Regions from separate parts of the Gasterosteus aculeatus genome. Here region 2 is linked to region 1. A link is a contact called in public Hi-C data. All regions are on one chromosome and are shown on one strand. Each heading gives the region's core, a stretch centred on a gene start, on an enhancer-like site or on the middle of the called end of the contact. The rest is flanking DNA. Distances are from core to core; before and after follow the strand shown. Region 1 holds the start of psma4 (proteasome 20S subunit alpha 4). Region 2 overlaps LOC120809067 (unconventional myosin-IXAa).

Evidence for each region. A called contact is a pair of places that touch in the nucleus more often than the background predicts.
Region 2: a contact with region 1 is called in a Hi-C map of tail fin, with 5 times the contacts expected there. The contact joins the enhancer-like site here to the promoter of psma4 in region 1. A contact is called at or near these places in 5 of 6 Hi-C or Micro-C datasets (blood and trunk muscle, skeletal muscle, tail fin and 1 more).

What each region holds. Positions count from the first base shown.
Region 1 is chrX:17,427,297-17,432,904 of fGasAcu3.hap1.1, forward strand. It overlaps psma4 (proteasome 20S subunit alpha 4), which reads right to left and starts at 2,952. Exons shown (of 9, transcript XM_040163742.2): 1 at 2,884-2,952; 2 at 2,435-2,453; 3 at 1,952-1,994; 4 at 1,614-1,776; 5 at 1,359-1,436; 6 at 1,184-1,272; 7 at 499-629. The coding sequence starts at 2,437.
Region 2 is chrX:17,498,279-17,503,886 of fGasAcu3.hap1.1, forward strand. It overlaps LOC120809067 (unconventional myosin-IXAa), which reads left to right. Exons shown (of 42, transcript XM_078083196.1): 17 at 1-140; 18 at 392-431; 19 at 544-666; 20 at 894-974; 21 at 1,072-1,182; 22 at 1,427-1,549; 23 at 1,642-1,791; 24 at 1,914-2,215; 25 at 2,351-3,463; 26 at 3,791-3,872. Among protein-coding and RNA genes, the nearest start is that of LOC144382942, 14 kb to the right of the region's middle. Within about 2 kb of position 2,718, at least 1 of the 9 cell types and tissues checked has open chromatin away from gene starts, as enhancers often do.

The DNA of each region.
Region 1 (5,608 bases), core at 1,702-4,201:
CCGGCTGCGTCCACTTCTGGCTCTGCAGTGTTGTGTTGCAGATGTGCTGAGGGGGATATTTGTTCCAACTCGGACACCTTTTTGTCATCCCTAAGGGCTTTAAAGAGCTCTGGGACAGAAGGGTTCACTGATGCTCTGAGGAGGCTCCGTTACCCATAATGCTTTGTGTGCAGCCCTGAGATTAGCAAAGGCGCAATGAATCAGGACTGGCACAATTATGGGCCCCTGGAGTCCACACTAGGTAGGCCACAGCATGTGTGTTAGTTGTTGTGGGTCCGGCCCGGTTCACGGTCAATGTGTTGTAAAAAGAACGGCGCAGCAGCGGCGCCCCCCAGTGGCACAGCGAGGAACAACACTTTCAGAATCCCCTTGTTTGCTCTGTACTCATCCCCACGGTGTTAAAACCCAAATATTCCTGTTCCACACACATTTGTATCATTTACAGCACGACTGCATTTCAAGAAAAGGAATAGTACGCCGAGAGCTCCGGAGCCTTACAGCGCTGTTGTTTCCGATGCACGTGGCCTTCCAGCCGCCGTAGTTTCCACTGGGGTCACTCTGGTAGAGCTGGAAGCCGTAGTGTTTGTCCCAGCCCATGTACAGCAGCGAGACCCCAAAGGGACGCTTTCCTGTGAGAGAGAACACACACACACACACACACACACACACACACACACACACACACACACACACACACACACACACACACACACACACACACACACAATCCCTGGAGTTTGCGTAGTTGTTGAGATGCAAAGAGTAAACCAGATGCTGAAGAAAAATGTCCCCTAAACGAATGATTGATCTACATTATATAACAATAACTGACTAACAGACAACTTTGCAACTCGACCCGTTTGGAAAAATAAAGCAAAGTATTCTAAAGAGCAAAATGCTGTAAGGAAAATTACTCTTTTGTCATCCTGGGTCATATTGTAACAATTACAGCCGATGCTAACTTTGCACTCCCCACTCATCGTAGCAAAGGAGGAAATTGGACTCCAGCGATAAAATGTCTCTCAGGACCAGCAGCTACGGCTTTTACAAATAAAGTACAAGGAGATTTTGGAGCGATCGCTTCTCCTGCCAAAAAGCCAGAAACTCAAACTGACAAAAGATTGCATAGATCAACCCAACAGCTGGTTTCATCTGGATGAACCACTGGTCTGTTGCTCTGTACCTCCAAACTGCGTGTAGGCCTGTTTGATGTCGCACAACACCGTGACCAGCTGCTCGCAGGGCATCGGCTCCTGGTACTGCAGCAGGTACCTGCAGCAGCAACACAGACCATCGCAAGTCCATCCAGATTTGTATTTTGTCCCACGGCAGCGACCGCGTGCCCGACTGGAGCTTACCTCTGTGCGATAAGCCTCAGCTCGTTGATCAATACGTTGGCGTCTGATGTGATTCCCGCCACACTGCACGCAATGTCTCTGCAAGGAAACGTGAGACCATTGCGAAGAGATTGCTCGTTTTTTTTCTGATGGGAATTTGATCATATGATTAGAACGATCACAAGCTAATTAATGAAAGCTGTTGACGAATCAGATCTATAAACTGAAAAAAAACGTCCGCACAGAACACCTTTTACTTCATAAAAATCAACTCACTCGTTCAGCTTGTAGATTTTCTCTGAGAAAAACACTTCGTCCAGCAGCTTGTGAATGTTCCTCCTCTCGGCCGCCAGCAGCACTCCGTCATTGGCTAAAATCCCCAGGCAGGTGCCGGCGTGGCCGATGGCCTCCATGGCGTACTCGACCTGATACAGACGCCCTGGCAATCCCACACAGCGTCGTCAACACCAGGATGCAACCACAGAACAGGAAGGGGCGAGAGATAGAAATAAACCAGGGGCGTTCGCTCCGGGCTTCAACTAAGACGGATGTGAGCGCGTCGAGGACTTGTAACTTGCAGCGGTCCATCGGTCGCTTTAGTCAAGAGCTCTTACCCTCCGGCGAGAAGATGGTGGTTCTAGAATCATATCGACGAGACTGAAAGGAAACAGAAAACACATGACAGCTAATTGGAACAAAATGTACTTGATTATTAGATATTATTTTGTTGGGACCACTTCAGGGACAAGGGACTATGTTTTCTTTTATAAACATCTTATGTGCTCAATTATAACACACGGCTGTAACTGCAAACAGTTCTGTGGGGCTTTGGCGAGCAGAATAGAATTCAATTAAACCTGCTTGATGACGAAATGACTCCTTAGGACCACCAGTATGAAATGTATTTTAGTAACTAGAAGAATTAGAATTGATATCTGATAACCGTGAAATTCAATCGATTTAGTTTGTTTCAGAGTTTAAATCCTCGAGATGTTTTTTTTAATCCTCCCAAGGAAAAGCATCCCAACATTAAAGGGAGGAAGAATCGGAGCATCATTGAACAATAACCATCATCATACAGAGTACAGTTAACTCACCATGTTTGTAGATGTTTCACTGTGAAAACAAAACAACGGTTGTGACGGTGTGAACGAAGGCAGTGAACATTAGTGGAGCTAACAGCTAAGCAGCTAGCTTTCAGTGAACAACATTTACAGATGTGCTTGGTCATCTACGGCTTGTTGTGGAAGCGAAAGAGACCAAACTAAAAGTCGCTAACGTCAGTAGTGTTTAACGACTACCAGGAAACAAGTGTTATAGTTTTTCATTTCCATAATATTTCAAATTGTTCAAGTTTACGCTAATACTAACACTAATAACTAACATTTACAGTCCTAAAAATGGCTCATTTTTCGCTTAACGTTGACTGTTAACACGAATGGGGACAAATCAACAGAATTGCTTTGACACTTAAAAGAGATTAATTGCAATAGTGTTTTGATATCATTTTTTTTTCGTATCAATTTGTGAAAATATAAATGCTTACCGCTTAAAGAGCTTTCTGTGGGGCGCGTTTATATGACATCACAGAAGTTGTGATGACGCCATAAAGCCGCGCAATTCAATTAATTCATTCAGGAACAATTGTAAATACATGTTCAAGAGAACAAACCAAGTGACGAGATTTCATAGTTTTCCGTTTGTTAAAGATGTAATTCTAGATATTTTTAACGGTTAAAGGTTTTTTGTTGTCATTGTTATACAACAAAATTCCGTTTGGTAGCCCTAAATCAGCCAGTAGCAGCAAACAACATAAACAATGTACAAGATGAAGATACACAAAAGATATAAAATCAGTGAAACATTATTAAAGATAAAAATGCAAAAAAACAATAAAAGGAATACAACCGTTACTGAAGTTTAAAGATATCAATAAAATTAATATAAAATGTGTGTGTTTGTTTGATAGCGCAAATAGAGGGATAAAGTGTCATGTGTTGCATTGTGGTAAATACGGGACAGGATGTTTTTATATTTTGTAGTTTGCATTCAAATTCAATAAATTCTTGCTAAACTAAATGGGTTATACAATTCATAACTCAATTCCTGGTTCAAATAGATGTAAGTTATGATCCTTACATCTTACATTGCCCTTTATTTTCTTCACATCACTTGAGAGTATTTGTGTAATACATCCGTTCACCGCTGGGGGGCCCCCTCAGCTTGACTGTGTGGTAAATCTGAGACCCATTTAAAACATAACTACACGAAATGATTTAGTTCTGTCTGGGGATTACTTTATCACTCTGTATCACTCTACTTTATGGTCACTATCTTTCAGTGACCATCTTCAGCGTGAAAGCCCTTAAAGCTGCTGAGTCAGGAGTTTGTCTGTAAGGGGGCGGTGCTGTAGCTGATGCTTGACCTCTGACCTCTCTGGTTATATGGTTCTAATTGATGACACATGAACAGTCATCTCTTCTGTCAGCCAGGTAGTCACCTGAGTTTCTCTTTACATAACACATTTCCTCACAATAGACATTTTAACAATTCACATGAATACTTAACACAGTCACATGATAAGAATTAGTCTACTAATGGATAGCCTTACTGAAAAAAAACTAGTTTGAGCTTTTCTCCATAAATTATAAATATATATATAATACATATATAAAAATGTTGCCACAGCCTGGCAGCTTACCTTGAGATTATCAAGAATAACCACATCCTCACATTGTTGTCTCAGAGGATTGGCGCAGTGAAGTACAGAGTTACAGCTGCGTCGTCTCAATAAACAAGGCTGCACTGTTTATTCAGCGATGAGGACTGTGCAGCGTTTTTCGATTTGTTGGATCTGGATCTCTGAACATCCAGAGTTTATAACTCCTTCACCATATTTATCTTTTAGAGGCCCCTGACGCAGGTCTCACATTGTCCTCACTACAGACTTCATTTCTACATTTGAGCTGAACCCAAAACATCTTTTCTACGACTTAATCGCACACCATTTTGAGGAATTGGCTTGTGGTGGTTGTGATCCGTCCAGTCTCTCCTGCCCACTGCTTTGGCATCACTAAAGTAGCTTATGTTGGTTTAATCCTTATTAAACTGTTGTAGGACAGTTTAAAGGGATTTTTATTGGCCCCTATAAAACTTATCGTGGTGGCAAAAGGTGCCGGACAGCCAGGTGAAATATAGATGGAGACGCAGATGAAACAAGCCTTCACACACACACACACACACACACACACACACACACACACACACACACACACACACACACACACACACACACACACTCGTCATACCGCATAACTCACTCTTTCACTTTCACATCTAGAATTTTGCCAACTTGAAAATACCAAGAAAATATCAAAACTCAAGAATACAACATACACTTAAGTTAGGTTAATCTATTGGTTCCCCAGTGTAAAAACAACATACTGTACATCCTTCAATGTTTTGTTCCTCTTTGTCCTAAACCATTAAAAAAGTATTGATTGTCTTTAGATAGTCGCCGGACCATAAACCTCCACCAGCCTGTGCACATCATTTCTATCATTCATAAATCACATTGTATTGAAGCGTCACAAACTCATGCCACAGCAGCTGAAGCTGTTGTGCTCTTAAAAGGTTAGATATGGGTACTTAGTTCACGGGGGCCGTTTTTAAGGAATTGGCCTTCTAGTTCATTTCTTGTGTTCCTTCACTAAAAAAATTTGCTTTCAAGATTCAGGTTCAAATGAAAACAAGAGGGACAAGCCTCTACTTGGTGTTTTTAATCTGGGGAAAAAACCCGTTGTCTATGTGTGTTACTTCCCACATCACTGTGCTCAGTGGACGTGGTTTTTTAATTCTTTTTGTTTTAAATGAGTCACAACGTCGGCAGCTTCACCTCGAGACATCGTTGGGAAACCGAGACACTAAACAAAACTACAAAGGGGTTTTGAAATGGTGTCACATCCAAGGAATCATTGCTGGGAACTGAGACAGGTATCAGAACAACGGTGTGTCATCTCAGGTAGTGCGTGAGAATCTGTTTCTCAATCCCAGAAAAAAATAAGATTTATTGAGTTGGTTATATTGTTTTCATTGGGGACAAAGGCGGTGTGAGAGCAGTTTAGGGGCTTAAGCACATGAGGTCAAGTCCCCCCGTAACAGAAAAGTCTTTTAAAGGATTGTCTTATTTTTATTGGGTTGAGTCATGCTGTCTGCGGAATTCAAAGATCTAATAGCTGCCCACACACTCAAATATCTCTTTACTATAATTA
Region 2 (5,608 bases), core at 1,468-3,967, 71 kb after region 1:
GGCTATGGTGTCGGCTGCAACGGTCGCAGCTCCCGGTCCGGTCGTCTCTCTTCCACAGGAAGTCCCGCCCTGGAGGAAGACGGGATCTTCCTCAACTCGACCAGCAGCAAGCTCCTGGAGAGGGCGCAGGGCATCCTGCTGTGAGCGACACACACTTTAGATTCCTTCATACACTCCGCCTCCTATTGAGCCTGATATAATGGATTTAAAATCATCACGTGCAAATGTGAACATCATAGTCCTGATATTTTTAAAGCATCTATACTAAAGCATCCCACTCGAGTAACTATCTAAAATACCATTTAAAACGGTATCGTAATACGGTTGATTCTCATTTTCATCTAATTTTAATAATTATCTTGATGCTTATAATGACATATGTCACCTTTAGGAGGAACAAGAACGTCAAAACCAAGCCGAGCCTCCCAAAGGTGAGACACGACGCGGCATCGTACTGTCACGGCGACCGCCTCCTCAGAAGCGGATATCAGAGTTGGATCAATGCTTCATGTCGGCTTTGTTTTTGTCTTTTTGTCGACGCAGCACTTGCTGGACGTGAAGTCTCTGCGCTACCTGAGCAGCGTGACGCTCCACGACCGCATCACCAAGTCCCTGCTCCACCTGCACAAGAAGAAGAAGCCGCCCAGCATCAGCGCCCAGTTCCAGGTCAGTGCCGCCCCCTGCTGGCGCACCAGTGCGCTGCAGCCACACTTGAGTGAACAAACAGTGTTTTATAGAGGGGAATATTTAAATTAGAGTAAATGTATGAAGTCACGAACAATGGAAGTGCTCCAGTACCTCGACCCATATGTCGTTTTTTTCTCTTCATCCGCTGCATTTCCCTGTATAATAACTGAGGACGCTGTGACCCTGGTGTGTGTCCCTGTGTGCAGGCGTCCCTCAACAAGCTGATGGAGACCCTCGACCAGTCAGAGCCGTACTTTGTCAAATGCATTCGCTCCAACGCAGAGAAGGTGACTTTTCTGCTGCAGCCGAGGCGTTGCTTCAGCTTTCTTTTTCAGTGCTGATTTCGGTTTGTTTTACTCTCTCTTCCACCTCTGTGTCCATCAGCTGCCGCTGCGTTTCAGCGACAGCCTGGTGCTGCGGCAGCTCAGGTACACGGGCATGCTGGAGACGGTCCGGATCCGACAGTCAGGGTACAGCATCAAGTACACCTTCCAGGTAATCCTCTCCTGTTAGTCTCTTTGAAGGCATCGTTTGTTATCTTCATGTGTGTTTATGATTTATTATATTCTTGTTTTTATAGCTACGTCTTTCGAGTGAAATCCTTCTGTTCTTTTTATTTACTGCTAAATAGCTCTGAACATACACACAATCTCTTTCTACTTGATATTGAAGAGCAGATCACATAGAATAAACTTGTCAAGCTCCTTGTACCTAAAATCCTCTCTTCACCATGTTGCAGGACTTTGTGCGTCACTTTCACGTGCTGCTGCCCCGAGACACGAGCGCCACCAAGTCGGGCATCAGGGAGTTCTTCAGGCGGATCCACCTGCCGCCCGCCGGCTACCAAGTGGGCAACACCATGGTACGCCGCCTGGAACGCCGTCCGCTCTCCCTGTGCCGGTGTTCTGGTGGAGCGCGCCGCGTCTCATCTCCAGTGTTCCCCGTGTGTCGCAGGTGTTCCTGCGGGAGGCGGAGCGCCAGCGTCTACAGGCCCTCCTCCACCAGGAGGTCCTGCGCCGCATCGTCACGCTGCAGCGCCGCTTCAGGGCCGTGCTGGAGAGGAAGCGCTTCGTGGACGTGAGGCGAGCTACCTTCGTCATCCAGGTGAGGCAATTCCACAATTTCACTTTACTTACCGATACCTGAAGTAGCTTTCAAGACAACGCAGGAAATCAGATGTTTCAACGGGTCAGAAAGAAGGATGAAAACATTCCGTCCTCCTGCAGCGGTGGTGGCGGGTCCGCCTCCTCAGGCAGTCCTCCGTGGACTCGGCGGATGAGGAGGAGGCGGCGGTGTGCCTGCAGGCGGCCTGGAGGAGCTACAGGGAGCGCAGGAGGTTCCTGGAGCGGCGGGACTCCGCCGTGGTCCTGCAGCGGAGCTGGAGGAGGCGCTGCCGACGCAGGTGTGAGGCGGCTGTCACGGTGCAGGCGGCGTGGAGGGGCTTCAGGGAGAGGAGCCGCTACTCCCGGACGTGCGGAGCCGTGACGCGGCTGCAGGCCATGGCCAGGGGGCACATGGCTCGGCTCAGGTGAGCCAAAGTCATCTCACAACACCTTCGGTCGATGAAGTCACATCTCAATTCTGTTCAGCTCATCGATTTTTGATTTTCATTCCTTCTTGGTTCACTCTTAAATATCATCATATATATGTATATTTCTTTCAGGTTCAGGGAGGTGAAGGAGCAGTGCAGAAGACTAAGTCCACCAGCAGAGACTGACACAGGAGACGTGGAGGACCTCGCCTCATCAGGACAGGAGGCTGATGCCCAGGACGTCTCTGTGGACGCCCCCGAGGACTCTGCGTCCGCTGCGTTAGATTCGGGGGAGACGGAAAGAGAAGAAGACTCTGAGCGAAGCCGGAGCACCGACGAGCCGAGCCACAGGAACCGGTCGAAGCGAGCGAGCAGGCGCATGAGAGAGCTGGAGCAGGCCCAGTTCAGCCTGGAGCTTCTCAAGGTCCGGACCACAAGCGTCCAAGAAGACTCGGCCCCGGGCGGCGACTCCTGTCAGCTGGGAGACCCCCACGGACACTCGCCCTGGGGGTCCCCAGCGAGTCGCGGCAGTCTTGAACTGCTGGATGTGGAAGACATGGAGGCCGACGGCTCGGGAGGTTTCGGTTCCAAGCCGACCGACCCCCGAGAACGACCCCGGGCGCCGGGCGTCCAGCTGAGCTCTACTGAGAGGCCGGCGACGGAGCCCCGGGCCACGTTCTACATCGCCTCGGACCAAAGTCCGGCACACCAACCAACGGCAAAACCCCACAGGGAGAGGCGAGAGTCCACGACCCGGAGGCCCGTAGTGGTGTTGATCTCCATGCAGAAGGAGAGCCCCGTGGAGGAGAGGGAGGAGCCGCTGGCGGCCCTAACCCTAGAAGGGGGAGCATCGTCAACCGGTTCCCAAGCGACCCGGGGCGAGGCCTCGGAGGTGGTGCCGGAGGTGGAACAGCCTCCTGGGACCGCCACCCAGGCGGAGGGCGATGCACCCGGGACGGATCCGCCTCCAACTGCCAGCGACCCGAGTCTGGAATCGGGGCTGTGCTCCTCGGAGGTGGACATCCAGATCGTGCCGGGGCCAAAGGACGACGTCCCCGCTGTCCCCCCCGGCCAGCGGGAGAGGAAGGCGGTCCGGCCCCAGCAGGAGGCTCCCAGTCCGGTCCTGGACACGAAACCCCCGAAGGCTACGAGGAAGAGCTCAGCCCAAACTGTCATCGTGAACATGGTGGAGAAACCCCCCAACACCGTGTTCTCCCCCCCCAGGCGCAAGCTGCCCTTCTCCAAGTAAGTGGACCCTTTGAGTGACTGAAGCTCTGGCAGTTAAATCTACTTTTAGAACCTCTCGGAGGTTCTCAACAAAGAGGTTATAGAGGTAATTATTTGTTTTGAAATCCAGAAAAAGAGCCTCATATTTATATGAATGTGAAATATTGTAAATATTTATTGCCCCCTGAATAGAGCAGCATTGCTTTATGCTTATTTTGAAAAAGAGAAATGTTTGGGCAATCGTGCAAACTCCTCCTGCAAAAGTATTTTTGTGTTCTGCCAGTAAAAGTACTAAACATTTTAGTACTTTTTCAAACTTCCGATGTCTGTTTATTTGTGCGCTAGGTCGGATAAGGATCTGGTGAACCAGGAAAGATCTTTGGCCATGTTCAGGGACGACTCTAAATCAGGATCCAGAAGCAGAGAGGTCGGGCAAACACACACATACGCACACAAACACACGTTGGATTCGATAAGAACATTGTGTGCATTTTCAAGAAAATCACAATGTATGAAGTGTGATTATGTATTGCATTATAATTGAGAATCTTAGTACTTTTTGTAATTTATGCTAAAATGTACCACGTAACAGGCGTATTAGGACTCTTGTACGCATCAAGTCTTACACACACACACACACACACATCAGCGGCTGACCTGATGTTCCTGTGGTTGCCTGGAAGCAGGTGGGCCGCCCCGGCCCTAAAAAGAAAGCGCGAATGTCCCGGACGCGCTCCGACTTCCTCACCCGCTGTAACTCCGAGGGGGCGACCCAGTCGGACGACGATGACGAATACTACATCCCCGTCCACTCCCGTACCCTGCCCCCCTCCCCCCCTTCCCTAAACGCCCACCCCGAGGCCGACTGTCACAGCGACCCCGACATGGTAAAGCATTGGATCTCCGCGGGTCCCCCAACCTCCGAGCGATCGACTGTTTCCTGTCTACTCGGGGCGCCCTCCTTCCGTCGCTGCAGCCTACCTCTCAGGGGGCGGCGTCCTCGAAGGCAAGGGGAGGAGCCTCTAACACCGCTAACCCTCATCTTTGCCCTTCTGTCCACTGCTGTTTGACTAGTCGGCTGCAGTCCGCCGTTTGTTCACCTCACTCAGACGGACCGTCACCACGGCCGGTCTGTAGTCAGTGATGTTCTGTAGTCAGTAGACGATCAGTGGATGGTCTGTAGTCAGTGGATGGTCTGTAGTCAGTGGATGGTCTGTAGTCAGTGGAGAGTCTGTATTTAGTAGATGATCTGTATTCAGTAGATGGTCTGTATTCAGTAGATGGTCTGTATTTAGTGAATGGTCTGTAGTCAGTGGATGGTCTGTGGTCAGTAGATGATCTGTAGACAGTGCATGGTCTGTAGTCAGTGGATAGTCTGTAGTCAGTGGATGGTCTGTATTTTGTGGATAGTCTGTATTTAGTAGATGGTCTGTATTCAGTTGATGGTCTGTATTTAGTGGATGGTCTATAGTTAGTGGATGGTCTATAGTCAGTGGATAGTCTATAGTCAGTGGATAGTCTGTAGTCAGTGGATGGTCTGTATTTAGTGGATAGTCTGTATTTAGTAGATGGTCTGTATTCAGTAGATGGTCTGTATTCAGTAGATGGTCTGTATTTAGTGGATGGTCTGTAGTCAGTGGATGGTCTATAGTGAGTGGATGGTCTGTAGTCAGTGGAGAGTCTGTATTTAGTAGATGATCTGTATTCAGTAGATGGTCTGTATTCAGTAGATGGTCTGTATTTAGTGAATGGTCTGTAGTCAGTGGATGGTCTGTGGTCAGTAGATGATCTGTAGACAGTGCATGGTCTGTAGTCAGTGGATAGTCTGTAGTCAGTGGATGGTCTGTATTTTGTGGATAGTCTGTATTTAGTAGATGGTCTGTATTCAGTTGATGGTCTGTATTTAGTGGATGGTCTATAGTTAGTGGATGGTCTATAGTCAGTGGATAGTCTATAGTCAGTGGATAGTCTGTAGTCAGTGGATGGTCTGTATTTAGTGGATAGTCTGTATTTAGTAGATGGTCTGTATTCAGTAGATGGTCTGTATTCAGTAGATGGTCTGTATTTAGTGGATGGTCTGTAGTCAGTGGATGGTCTATAGTGAGTGGATGGTCTGTGGTCAGTTTGTAGTCAGTAGATGGTCTGTGGTGAGTGGATGGTCTA